Regions from separate parts of the Zea mays genome. Here region 1 is linked to region 2. Evidence: chromatin contacts called from public Hi-C data. All regions are on one chromosome and are shown on one strand. The core of a region is the stretch at or near the end of the contact, and the rest is flanking DNA. Distances in the headings are between cores, read along the strand shown. Region 1 holds the start of LOC100192678. Region 2 holds the start of LOC100191893.

Evidence for each region. A called contact is a pair of places that touch in the nucleus more often than the background predicts.
Region 1: a Hi-C map of ear shows a contact between it and region 2, with 2.9 times the contacts expected there. The contact joins the promoter of LOC100192678 here to the promoter of LOC100191893 in region 2. A contact is called at or near these places in 16 of 25 Hi-C or Micro-C datasets (bundle sheath, ear, endosperm and 6 more) and 1 of 3 datasets of contacts at active chromatin or transcription factors (seedling).

Annotation. Positions count from the first base shown.
Region 1 is chr5:67,387,685-67,390,475 of Zm-B73-REFERENCE-NAM-5.0, forward strand. It overlaps LOC100192678, which reads left to right and starts at 1,445. Exons shown (of 1, transcript NM_001137885.1): 1 at 1,445-2,642. The coding sequence starts at 1,470. The coding sequence ends at 2,027.
Region 2 is chr5:67,192,730-67,195,429 of Zm-B73-REFERENCE-NAM-5.0, forward strand. It overlaps LOC100191893, which reads right to left and starts at 1,418. Exons shown (of 12, transcript NM_001137317.2): 1 at 1,101-1,418; 2 at 778-963; 3 at 300-383; 4 at 78-196. The coding sequence starts at 1,196.

The sequences.
Region 1 (2,791 bases), core at 195-2,694, 190 kb after region 2:
TTTGTTCATTCAAGATGCACCCTGACTGGTTGTAATTTGATGTTTTTTCTTGTTTTTAAATAAGATTTGATAAATCTCGCAAATTCTGCTTGCTTTATTCCAACTTATGGATCATTTTATCTTTGCTTTGAGCCAAGCCTCTTTTACTTAGACCAAATGTTAAAAAGTATATCAACATCTATACGTCCTATTTTATGGAAGGTTTATTAGATGCTGGTCTGTTTTCTTATATAAGATTATGCTTTAAAGTTGGATAAATTTGATTTGAAATAAGGCTAGAGTGCTATATGATTCGAAATTGGAGATATTTGGTTTGAAGCAATTCACTTGGTTGGATTGGAGGAGCAGTAGCAGATGGTCTTTCACTTGGAGCCTGGTGTGCATGTGCATCCCCGTCCTCTCCAGTCCTATCCTCCTGTCCGATGGCTGCAAGTTCCTCCCCTTCTAGCCGGAGCCTCCTCGCCACACGGCCCCTCTTCTTGCCGTTGAGGACGAGGAGGTCGCTTCCACCCACGTCCATCCCGCCTCGCCTCAGCTGTCTCCGATCTCCTTCTGCGTCCTCCTCCCCGTCGGCGTCGGCATCGGCGTACAACGGCTGGGCCGACCTCGCCGCGGCGCCCGACACCCCTTTTCCCTTCCCCCTATCCTTCCCGCTGCAGCCCACCACGCATGGCCTCCTCGTCCTCCTCCCCGCCGCCGCCATCGCCCTCTCCCTCTCCCTCGCCCGCCTACCTCCCCTCCCCCTCCTCGCGGCCGCCTTTACCGCTGGATTCGCAGCCAGGCACCTGTCCTCCTCAGCGCAGGCACAGTCCCCCGGCCGCCTCTCCGCCCTCCTCGCCGATCTCGACGCCCATGCCCGCGCCTTGAGGGAGCAGCTGGTCTCCGACGCCCACCCGGGTCTCCTCGTCCAGGCCGTCGATCGCCTGCGGGATGCTGTCGCCGACGCCGCCACAGTGGCCGCCGAACAGGGCGACACCGGCCGCACCATGTCAGACGCGCTCGGACCGCTCGGGGAGGTCGCCGACTATCTCGGTGCCTGGGCTCGCCACGCCGTGCGGGACCTCAGCCTCAGCCCGCCAAGGAAGAAGCCTGCAAAAGGCAACAACAGTTCAGATGTTCAAGCCGCGGCCAATCCCAACAACCGGGCTGCTCAACAGCAACAGGAAATTGGGAGCAATAAGCCCGTGGACTCTACTCTGCAACAGCAGCCTTTTGCATTTGATCCATCTGCAGTCGATGATGCAAATGGAAGGCCGCTTGGCATGTTGCAGTTTGACGAGGATGACAATGGATCCAAGGATGCAGGGACCGGTGCTCAGGCCACGCTGGAGAGACTGGTGTCCAAGCACAGGCATCGGCGTGACCCTGATGGCCCCCCGTTTGAAGGCAGGTTTTCCGACGAGTCATCATCTTTGCTGGAGAGGACGCTTGAAATCCGGGACAGGTCCTACAGGCTCAAGATCGGTGTGATGAGCGAAGCGCATCCTCCTGTATATGGTGACGATGAAAGCGCCGCCAGTGCTGCTGATTCAGATGGCGAGGAGTTTAGCCGAAACGTCAAGGAAGCTGCGGAGATCCTGAGGAAGGCCAGGGCATCCATGGCTGACGAAGAGACCGCAGACGCACTGCTGTACAAATCAGCTAGGCTCCTTTCCACAGCTGTGGCTTTGAGGCCAACAAGCCTGGTAGCAGTGGGTCAGCTAGGGAACACGTACCTCCTCCACGGAGAGCTCAAGCTCAAGGTTAGTCGCGAGCTGAGGACACTCTTGGCCAGCAGCGGCGCCTTTCTGAACGGAAGAGAGCGTGCTCCACGGTCCAGGAAGGTAGACAGGAGGATGGTAAGCAGAGAGAGCATCTCATCCGCTCTTGTGGATGTATGCGAGGAATGCGAGAGCCTCCTTGTCGAGGCCGGCAGAAGCTACAGGATGGCCCTCTCCATCGATTCAGGTGACGCCAAGGCATTGTACAACTGGGGGCTGGCACTTATTTTCCGGGCACAATTGCTCGCTGACATCGGACCGGTATGATGAAATCTTTGCTCTAGGAACTCAAGCTGCTTATATAATCGATACATCATCATGCTGCAGGAAGCAGCAGCCGACGCTGACCGGGTGTATCTAGCTGCAATCGACAAGTTCGACGCCATGTTGTCGAGGAGCAACACTTATGCTCCAGAAGGTTTGGTTTGACAAGAATGCTCTGTCGTTAACCATGTGTTTTTAGTATTATTAGTGACGACGAACTGTTGCAGCTCTCTACAGATGGGGCACTGCGTTGCAGCAGCGCTCCCATCTGCGGCCTCGGAGCAACGGTGAGAAGATAAGGCTTCTGGAGCAGGCGAAGAGCTTGTTCGAAGATGTGCTGTATGTGGAAGCAGACAACAAGATGGTGAGGGAGGCGCTGTCATCGTGCATATCAGAGCTCAACTACCATGGCCGCTGGTTATAACCGTGAGGAGCTTTGTAGCAACTAGCAAGCGAGGGGAGGAGGGCTAATGATAACTTTTGAGTTTTGAATGATGTATTAGCTTCTAGCTTTTTATGCTGACAAGAAGCTCAAACAATATCTTGCAATACAATGCAATATGACCTTTTTTTTTCTTGTATGGAACGTGTGGTTGAATCGATTAATACAAGTGAATGAAAAAGAGCAAGCATCTTTCTTGAAAATCAACATGGTGGGAATGCACGATTGTACAAGAAAAAAAAAAGCCCTCGTTACAAGAAAGAAGAGCCAGCGCTGTGCTGCACTGCTGCTTCCGGGTTCTGCAGCAGCTAAAGCCGCAGTCGAT
Region 2 (2,700 bases), core at 168-2,667:
ACTAACAGCTGCGCATAAGGGCTGTCGAACTTGCAGCTACCATATATAACAGATCAATGTACTTTCATAAAGTTTACCATTTTGTTTGGTTGTGAGCAAGGATGTGTATGGCCTTATCACTCCACTCAAGATGACGCCATCCATCTACATTTCCATCATAATGGAAGAGCATGACTGCATAGTTTTCCTTCAGAAACTGAAGAAAGCAAACGGTAACAGATCGTATTTAGTGAAGCTCTATTCTCTTTTACTGAACAACATGGTCAGCTAAGCGTAAGAGAAAGGAGAAGCATGCAGACCTTACGGGCCATAGTGTCAATGTTTTTTATTTGGGAGATGCCGACTGCCATGGCGAGGAGAGCACTGTAGTCACTGTTTTTATTCTGCGCGCAGAGTATGGAAGGAAATGAAGTAGGCAGAACAGATAACAAGATGTGAGAACAACTAGTAGTCCAACGAGTAACCGGCACATCATGTTATATGTACATGGATCATGGATGAACGGGATCTTTAGTTGAGGATGGTTTGTTTGTTTGTTTGTTTGTTGAAATTGAGAATGGTTTGAACAAGACGGTAGCGGTGACTCAACGACATGCTTCAGCTTCTACCGGTGACCTATCGCCTTGTATTCTTTATTTGCTATCGATTGACCAGACGATTACCGTTGCCATATGCAAGTAGCGATAATTCGTCGCGAGCGAAGCATGAACTGATCTGTTAGAAGCAGTGAGCAACCAAAAGCAGAAACCAGAAAGCGAAAGACTGTGGGTATAGTACCTTGTGGGTGGAAGCAGTGTCGTCCTCCCAGAGCGGGCGGAGGGACATGTCGGAGTGGCGGTGGACAATCCCGCGCGGCAAGGAGTGGGCGCCGTTCCTGTCGGGGCCCCAGCGAATGCGATTGCGGCTGCGGATCGCGTTATTCTCTTGCGTGGCAGAGGCAAAGCCGGCCTTGCCGAGATCCACCTGAAGATAAGATACAGCAGCATGTGTATTATCCCCGGGTTGAGAGCAGCGGGCGAGGGTGAAGAAATAAGCGAGAGAGAGAGCTAAAAATGGAAAGACGGGCGTGGACGGAGGAGGGAGGGAGGGAAGAGGGCGACCTTGAGGTGGTGGTACTGGATCTGGAGGCAGGCGAGGAGGACGAGTGCGACGACCGCCGCCACGACGCCCCAGCGGCGCGGCGGCTGGTGCTTCATGTCGTCAAGGGCGGGGCCGGCGGAGAGCTTCGGGGCTGGTCTGGTCTGGGCTGGTCTTCAAGGTTCTGGAGGGAGGGTTCTAGTTCTTTCTAGAAGGTGAGGAAGGTGGCGCTCCGTCTCCGCAGGGGAGAGGGGCAGGGGCCGGGGACGAGGAAGAAGAAGAGGAAGGTCCCCCTGTCCGCAAAAATTGCTTGCATTGGGTGCGGTCGCCGGTCGGTCCGTGATGAGTGAAATGAACCCTACCCTCTGCCAAACTGCCCAAACACCAAAACCACTAGTACGCACTGTACCTACTAACAACAATGTTATCATCGTTTGCTTTTCTGATATCGTATTCAGATTCAGAGGAAGAAAAAAGAAAAGGGAAAGCGATCACTCCCTTGTCACTACCATTTGTATCATGGGCTATGTCATTCTCTATCGTATTTACTATTTTAAACTCAACTCTACTACTATTTACTATCTAAAACGATCCTTACGCCATAAAGGAAGGGACAGAAAATTAGGCAATTCATTTTTAATATAGATCTATAATCCTAAACCATTTCTTCCTTTATATTGTCAGTTGTTAGATTATGTTTCAGACAACTTCACCAACTAAAATCGAAAACAATTTTACTCTACAAAAAAGTTGGTTAAACGTTTCAGATCCACCAAGTCTAGATTCACCCAATACAAACAAATGTAGTGACTAGATTCGCCAAGCTTGTTAAAGAAGTTTAATGGAGCCGATATATCTCTACCAACACTTATTAGATATATACCGATTCGTTATTTTTCATTTACGAACTCTACTTCCTAACATCGTTTACTTCGCTCGCTTGCATCAACCAGCCGTGCCCCACCCGCCCTCATCAGCTCTCCCTACTCGCGTCTACTCCGTCCTTGCCCCACTTCGGTCCACTCTCTTTCTCTTCGGCCGCACGCATGGTCATGCTTGCTAGTAGAACTAAATATTGATTCAGACCGGCTTGGATCTTGCGAGTTTGAGTTGGCTTGCTAAGAAACCGATTCAGAGAGTTAAATCGGCTCAGTTTGTTGAGTTCAAACCGTATGCATATAAAAATCAATTTCTAGTTAATTTCAAATCAGTTTAACAACAAAAATAGTAACTATAGCTCACGATTTTACGGACCACATCAATTCAACACCAAGTTAACACAACCACATCAATTCAACACCAAGTTAACACGGCTCACTACTCATCAATTCATTACAAATTCATAATTCATATACACGTTAGCTCATGAGTCGGCTCGTTAACAAACAAAGTTGGTTCATTAACAAATCGAGCCGGTATATTAGCTTAGCTCGTAAAAAATTTCAAAGGTACCGAGCCAAACCGACGAGTATTTCATCTGGCCCTACTTGCTAGCTCCGACCAATTCTCACCCTTCGTCTCCCTCAAACCATACCCAGAGAAAGAAAGAAGAGTTCCATATATACACCAATGCAATATTTTATTTAGGCCCTGTTTCATATATACTTGTCTAGTAGAAGTATT